Regions from separate parts of the Gossypium arboreum genome. Here region 2 is linked to region 1. The links are chromatin contacts, called in public Hi-C maps. All regions are on one chromosome and are shown on one strand. The core of a region is the stretch at or near the end of the contact, and the rest is flanking DNA. Distances in the headings are between cores, read along the strand shown.

Region 1 (4,185 bases), core at 674-3,173:
ATGGTTTTAGAATAATTTATTATATAATTAAATATTTTTTCAAAATTGTTAAATTTTGATTAGTTTAAATTTTACATCGGAGTTAATGGTTTTAATTTTTTTATTTAAATTTTGATTAGTCTAAAAATTTTCAATGCTAACAAAATTTTCAATGCGACTTTATATTCTACATCTGTTTTTGATTAAATAATTTCCCCTATTTTCTAGATTTGTTTTTTAATCAAATCCATGCATCATACAATATATATTAGGGTTAATGCACTATTTGCCCCTCAGAGTTTTACCCAATTATCACCTTAGTACTAGAAGAAATATTTTTATTAGTTTGGTAGATGAATTTTTCAATCGGTTATCAGTTTGTCCAGCCGTTAACAGTGTTAAAAATGGTGACCTGACACATTAGAAATACGCCATGCCACGTCAACTTAACTTTAATTTTCAAAAATGAATTCAAAAAAGAAATAGGATAAACAAGAACATTAGTAAAAAAATCATTAAAATTCTCATTTTCTTTAAAAATAAAATAAAGTATAGAATTATATAAAACCCCAAAACTTAAAACTTATTTATTATTTTAAAATACATAAAACACAAAAAGAGATAAAGTACAAAATTGTCAACATATTCAAAAAATCTAATTTTTTTAACAAATCCGAAAAATATATAGAAAGTTGTATAAAATCTCCAGAAATAACAAAAATAATTTTTGTTCAAAAATACACGAGGTTAAAAAAGTGTGAAAATACAAGAAGCGTAATTCTTTTATTTTATTTTATAAAATCAGTAAAAATATGGCTTTAGATTTTCATTCACATATTTTAAAGCTTTCCATATTTTATTTCTGATTTAAAAAAGGTTGAGATTTTTTGAATTTTTGATAACTTTTGTAATTTCGCTTTTTAAAATTTTTTATGTATTTTTAAAATGTAAAATATATATTTTTAAATTTTAGAAATTTTATATAACTTTTCATATATTTGTCTGATTTGTTAAAAAATATGAGATTTTTCTGAATATGTTTATTTTTTTTATATTTTCTCTCTTCTTTGTGTTTTATGTATTTGTAAAAATAAAAATAAATATTTTTAATTTCTAGGAGTTTTATATAATTTTAATTTTTTTCTAATTATTTTAAAATTTGAGATTTTTTGATCTTCTTTTCTTTTTTAATTTATTTTAGAAAATAAAGTTGTGTGATGTGGTGCACACTGAACGTGCCATGTCACCTCTTTTTAATGTCCGATTGAGATAAACTAGTAACGGACTAAAACTAAAGTATTAAATTGATACAATTTTTTTAAAAAATCAAAATAATAAGTGAGTGTAACTTTAGGTGCAACTAATATATTAACCATATATTTTTCTTATTAGACTATTAGAGTTAATGGAAAATTACAAGAAATTTTAAAACAAAATTTCAAGTTTTTAAAAAATTTTACATGGATGTTTATTTTGTTTAAAAATGTTTGCGAACAAATAAGGTTTTAAATTTAAAATCTTGAAAATATAATTTTAAAATCCCAAGTAATTTTCTTTTTTAGAATCCCAAATTTTCCATTTTATCATAAAAATTAAAATTAATTCTAAAAAGGAAAATGATTTTTTTGTAAAAATCCAAAATTTTCCACTAAAAACCTAAGTAACTCTCTATAAACCCTCATGTTTTTCCTTTTACTTAAAAACTAAAATTAATTATAAGAAAAGAAAAATAAATTATTTTTAAAATTGATAAAATGATGGAAAAATGAAATTTTTTAAAGTTAAGTGACATAAAATAATATTGAATTAATAGCGAGTAATCAAAGTAAAAATTTTTAAAGTTAGCGATTGAGATAAAATAATTGTAAGCCACAGTGTCTGATTTGTGATTTGTTTTATTTTTAATGTCTAAAATGAAAATTTATGGAAATTATATCACCACTGTGTAGTATAGCCTTAAACAAGATAGAAATTGTTTTGCAAGTCAAGGTTATTACCGGAAAACTCAAAAAAAGAAAATCCAAAATCTCTAAATTCTTTTCTTTGTTTTCTTTCTGTTTTCTTGCAAAATTAAGAAAAGAAAAGAATCCATATGTAAAATAATAGAAAAAATATACATACTGAATTACTGATGTTGAAATTCCGCTGGAAGAACCATAAAAAAGACATCAGTATCAGCTTCAAGAATCAGAGGAGAGAAATTCGAGATTGCTCCTTTTTCTCTCTATAAATTTCTAGGTGTTAAGACTCCGTCTTAATTAATTATTATTATCGAAAACGGCTATTTCCTCTGTTTATTTGTTAATCGACAATGAGCGATCAATCGGAGGAATTGCCTCTCATGGCTCCCCCACCGATCACCGAGCCCAGCGAGATCGACCTCGAGGCCGGTCCAGCCGATCAAATTCAGTGTCGAATTTGCCTCGAAACCGACGGTATGTTCTACTTTTAAACCCTATTTCCTCAAATTTAACTTCCTTTTTTTAAAGAAATTTTAAAAAATTGGTTTCATCGATTGTGCTATGAATCACGATCACTTTGCTTATTTTAAGCCTTCCTCTCGAAAAAATTCTGCTCTTTTTTTGCCTTCAAAATTCAACTACGTACATCACTCTAGTATAACGGGTTCAATTTTTTCGTTTGGCGACCGAACTGATTGGATTATTAAACGAATTTACAGAAGATAAAAATAGCAATTTAATTATTTTCAATTCCCTTTTTTTATTTTAAATAATTCCTTCGCAGTAATTTTTTTTGGTCATCCTACACAGTAATGTTTAATAATTATTAAAAAAAGAAAACTTAATTTTTGTTGCTAAGGGTGTTGTTTGAAGGAACTTGTGCTAATAACTAGTTCAATGTGCAATTGTTTTCCTCAGGTAGAGATTTTATTGCTCCTTGCAAGTGCAAAGGAACATCAAAATATGTACATCGGGAATGTTTAGATCATTGGCGAGCTGTAAAGGTATAAACACTGATACCCTTTTCTTCATTTTTGAACAGTGAAATTGGAGTGCTTTATACTTTACTTGTACTATGGTTTCACTGGCGTCTGTAGGAGTGCGTTTCTTTACAGCTGTTATTTCATTGCTTGAACTAAATTTCAATGCTAGTGTTGCTGTGTTAGTTTCTGGATGGCAATTGTTCTGATAATCTAGATTCAATTTCTTTTTTCTGCCTGTTTCTTATAATGGAGTAAAAAGTTAGACAATCATACAACATAAAAAAAGATATATACCTGCAACATTAGTCCTTTGTTCAGTAATGGAAACAAAAATTGCGTTTACTTTATATCCCCCCCCCCCCCCCAAAAAAAAATTTCAACAAGTTTAGTGAATTTAACTTAAGGGGAGCCTTCTCCTAGTCTTTTCCCCTCCATTGTGATAATTAAAATAACTCTTTCATGGCACAAGCATTGCAGATCTTGTGTGCTGACAATTGGATCAATAATGAAATCACAAAGATAAAAAGTTGGGAACAAATTCCAATTCATGTTAAATCTATTTGTGTAATGTGGTCAGATATCAGCTTCATTCTATATAAAAATTCATTATATTAATGAGGATTGTGGTTGCAGACCGAATAGCAGTTACTCCCAGCCCAATCTAACAAATGCAGTTGATCTTGATCTTGATCCTGATCAAGGACAAAGGCATAAAGTATTAAGTGTTTGTCTATTGTGTAAAGTTTAACCTACTAGCAATTTGATACCGGTTACCAATTTGCCTTGATCAAAGACAAAGACAAAGGCATAATGATTTCAGGTTACTTTGATAGCTTCCAATATAGTCCATCTTAAAGTGTCCCTAACAGGAATTTGGAGAACGTCATGCTGTATTGCTTGAAAATTGAAATAACCTCAAGCATAACATGTAACTCCAAACATTGAATAATCAACTCAAAAACCAAGGACGTTATACTAAAATTTAATAGAATTTTGAGAAATGCAGCTATATTACATTTTCTGAGACACTAATTGCTTTATAAATAGCATAGTAGTTGTTGAATATGGTTCGGTCTATTACAGTTGTTCTTGGATAATCCCTTGGAAAAGATCAGAGGAAAAGTTTATAGGTAAATTGTTTGTACATTTATACAACATTTACAACAATCAATAAAACTTAAACAAGAATTAACCTATGTTACCTTCTTGAAGGCTACCTTTACCTATTAGTAGATAGGACAAAGTTGATTAAGTGCTTTGGA
Region 2 (4,185 bases), core at 791-3,290, 610 kb before region 1:
TTTTTATAACAATTATCAAGAACTTAGACATTTTCTCAAGTAAAGAGATTAAATGCTCACCATTAAGTTGTGAATAAAATAGAGATCTGCAACCTTTATATCTCTCATGTCCTGACACATCCCAGAGTTCAATGAAGAAAACTCTCTCAGCATCCCCTTTTAAGCTACTTGAAGAGCTACCAGGACAACCATATGTTGTATGCTGCGTAGAGATTTTAGTGGCTACTTGGTGAATGAACTAAAACAATTGGCTCTATTTAAAGCAATAAAGGAATACTAAGTCTTACCTTCACACCAACTGTACATCCAATAGTTTGATGAGGGTGAGCAGTGGATGAACCTTTAACAATCAGATGAACAAGAGAAGTTTTCCCCACACCTGCCAAAAAGACTAAGATTTCAATCTGAAGTTCGGCATTTAACAAAAAACTGGAAACAAACATCTTTATATTTAATCTAAGCATGAAACTAAATAAAACAGAACAGTAGATCAAGAGTCTCCTTACTTCCTAATAACAGCCTAACATAGTGTCAGGAATACCAAGGAAGTAAAAACAAATCAATGTAAATAGTAATATGAAACAGTAAATCTGTTGCAAAGATCTGTTTGATGACACAGAAAGTATTAGAAGTGTCAATGACAAATTACTGAAGTACTTCCACCAAGGCCATGCATATTTTCCTTCAAACAAACTTGAAGTGTAACTCAAGCATTAAGGGAAGGATAGGTATGAAAATGGATATAGGTTCAAACCACAGTGCTCCCTCTTATACCAAGAGAAAAACTTCAACTTACCAAGTTAGCTCTAAGAATTCTACCTTCTCTCCCTTTATTTCAAGTCTTAATACACCATCCCATTCCTTTTTCCAATGGCCTCCAAATTCGTTTATTATACATGCATATAACACACTACATCTCCTCAAGCAAAAGCTGAGATAGGCAATTATTTCACACCATAAACTTCGTCTATTATTTCACACTGATCAAGCTCTCAAAATTTGGATTTGCAAATAAAATCATTTGTTACTTTAAATGCTCTTATCCTTACATTTTGGCAGGTAAATTAAACGTCCTTTTTTCCAAGAGTTGCACTTCGGGAGGCTAAAAGCTGACATTCATAAGTTTAGCCAATCCAAAATCAGCAATAGCTAAACAATGGTTTTTTCTACACCAAGATATCTCTATCAAGCATGTTCCTTCTCGTATAGTTACAATTATAATACTTTTAAAGCATACAAGCTCGTTAAAACCCTGAACAGTTACTCCATACAGAAATGCATAAAGAAAATAGCAGAAAATTTTGCAAATACATAAACAATACATGAAAACATAAGATTCTGTGACTAAAAAAGAAAGAAAGAAAAGAAAGTAAAATTCGATACCGGAATCACCAACGACAAGAACTCTAATCTGCCCACAAGGAGGTCCTCCATTAAGCTCTTTGTTCTCCATCTCACGTTCCCTCCAAAACATGTTTCCTTCTTGTTTTCTCCTTTCTTCTGGCACACAAAAAACAAGAAAAATCTAGTCCAAAAAATGACCCAACTGAACTCTAAGGCAATTGCAATACTAATCAAATCCCATCAAACAGGCGCAAATTTAAAGCACAGTAATTATTTCTTGAAATGGGTACCCAAAATTTCAAACCAATATCCATCTCACACCAAAATCCACCCAAGATCTACACCCAAATCCACGATCCAAAAACCCATCATTTCTGAACTAAATTGGATCTAACAAGCCAATGGGTATCTTTACAATTGGAATGCAAGAAGTGGTGTTGTCTTTAAATTTGTCAATCGATTAAACTTGGGTTTAAAACTATATTTTTCCAGAAATAAAATGTTCAACGTCTTAAGTGGAGTACATACGAAGATTAGGAAAATTGAAAAAATTAAAGAGATAAAGAAAGAAAGCTAAGCACAGATCCAGAATTTGGTTTTCAAGATGGATCGAGTATGGTTCTTTTTCATGTGTTGATACCGACTGATTAAACAGAGAAGCTTGAAGTAGGAATGTATCAGACACGCGCTAGAATGCGCGTCAAATTTTTAAGATATCTCAATTTCTTTTTATTTTTCTTTGGCTTAATGTACACTTTAATTCCTCAATAATATCGCTTTTCTCACTTTAGTCCTTGAAGTTTTTCTTTTAACCCTCCTCAATTTTTAATATTATCAAACATTCTCAATTTAATCATTTAAACATTAAAAACTAACAGCTGGGATGTTTAGTCTATCATATACTGTCATATGTCACATAATGATATTATCGTGTCGTATCATTGAAAAAACTATAAAAATTCTTTAAAAATGGAAAATTATTTAAAAATACAAAAATATTTTAAAAAATTAAAAATCATTAAAATTATTTAAAAATAAAAATTATAAAATTGAATAATAAAATATATATAAATTACTAAGTTTTTTTAAATTTAGAAATTTTAATATTTTTAATATTTTAAAATTTTAAGTGATAAATCTTAGATAATTTTTAAAATAATTTAAATAATAAAATAATATTATTTATGATTTAAATGATTATTTAATTTAAATAACATTATTTTTATTATTTAAATAATTAAAAATTTATCTAAATTTATCTCCTAAAATATCTACCAATTATAAAATCGATTGATTAAATTGTAAAATAACTATTATAGGTGATATCCTTCTAAGAGACAAGGATCTCATATTCAAGTTCTAATAAATGTGATTTATAAAATTTTAAAAATACTAAAGTTTCTAATATTTTTAGTGTTTTAGTATTTTTACAATTGTTTTTAATTTTCTAAAAATATTATTTCTTAATATTTTTGTAATTTTTAATTTTAAAATGATTTTTGCAATTTTAAATATTTTTTAAGGTTTTTCTCGAATGATGACATCATTGTATGACATGTGGCAACATATGATTGGTTGCCCAATTTTTTTTAACATCCAAAGGACCGAATCGGGAATGTATGATAACATTAGGGACTAAACTGGGAACATCTGATAATGTTAAGGACTGAAGTAGGCTAAAAAAACTTTAAGGACCAGAGTGGAGAAAACAGTATACTTTAAGGACTAAAGTGTGCATTAAGCCCTTTTCTTTTAGGTAAACTTTATGTAAATTACTCATATAGTTACCCAAGTTTTAATGCATTTTTGTTTTGATAATTTTTTTTTGTTGTTAATTTAGTTGCACCCGTTAAGTCACTTTCGCATGATAATCACCTTATCTTTAAAGTGCTTTTGATCACAAAATGGAACAGTGATGGAACTTGATATAATAATAAATTTAGTCTTTAATATTTATTTTTTATTAATTAAATCTTGATTTAAGTAAAAAGAAAATAAATTTAACATCAATATTTATATATTCTTTCAATTTATTCTTAGTTCTAAAATTTAAAAATATAAATTAGAAATAAAATAATTTTCCAAAATTATTAAAATTTATAAAAAAATAAAGGATTCAAAAATTATAAAAATATATTTAAAATTTTTGATATTTTATATATTTTCACACTTCCCTTTTCCATGGAATCGCTTAATGCTTTCTCAAGGTACCCGATAAAATTTTATTTTGAGGGAATCAAGACTAAATTATAAATTTCGGGGATCAAAATGAAAAAAATGTAAAATTATCTTTTGATTAGCTTACAACTTTACCACTTTTAGATTGACTAAAATATAATTTTACTAATTTTCTTTTGTTGATTTGTTGCTCCATCCCAACTTAGTGGTGAAGCACTGAAGCCAATATTCTCCGTTTATTTTTAGGGGGAATTATAAATTTTTCATTTTATTTACCTTACAACTTTTAGAGTGACAAAAATATAATTTTTACAATTTTTGCGGGTAGTTCATCGAGTAAATAACTTAAAAATATCGAAAATTTTAAAAATTACTAGATTAGGTCATTTTTTTCAATAAATCATAAGACTAGATCGATTTTACAAAAATGCTTCTAGTTGGAAACATTTTTAGTTAATTTGCAGAAAAGCGCTTTCAGTTGAAAGCATTTTCTCCTAACGGTCACTCACCCCAATGACTATTTTCTCCAACGGCTATTTAATTAGCCGTTGGGACCAACGGTTTCCCCCAGCGACCATTTAATTTTTTTCTATATAATCCCCCCATTTCTTTTTTTTCTTCAATTCAATCTCAAACCGCTCTCAAATTTCTCCCATTCTCTCT

What was found. Hi-C and Micro-C count contacts between places; a contact is called where the count stands out from the background.
Region 2: a Hi-C map of leaf shows a contact between it and region 1, with 4 times the contacts expected there. The contact joins the promoter of LOC108479814 here to the promoter of LOC108479428 in region 1. A contact is called at or near these places in 2 of 5 Hi-C or Micro-C datasets (both in leaf).

Annotation. Positions count from the first base shown.
Region 1 is chr11:67,223,720-67,227,904 of ASM2569848v2, reverse strand. LOC108479428 reads left to right here and starts at 1,923. Exons shown (of 7, transcript XM_017782010.2): 1 at 1,923-2,414; 2 at 2,859-2,944. The coding sequence starts at 2,291.
Region 2 is chr11:67,836,349-67,840,533 of ASM2569848v2, reverse strand. LOC108479814 (small GTPase LIP1) reads right to left here and starts at 2,040. Exons shown (of 7, transcript XM_053022027.1): 1 at 1,635-2,040; 2 at 1,384-1,497; 3 at 288-379; 4 at 61-202. The coding sequence starts at 1,474.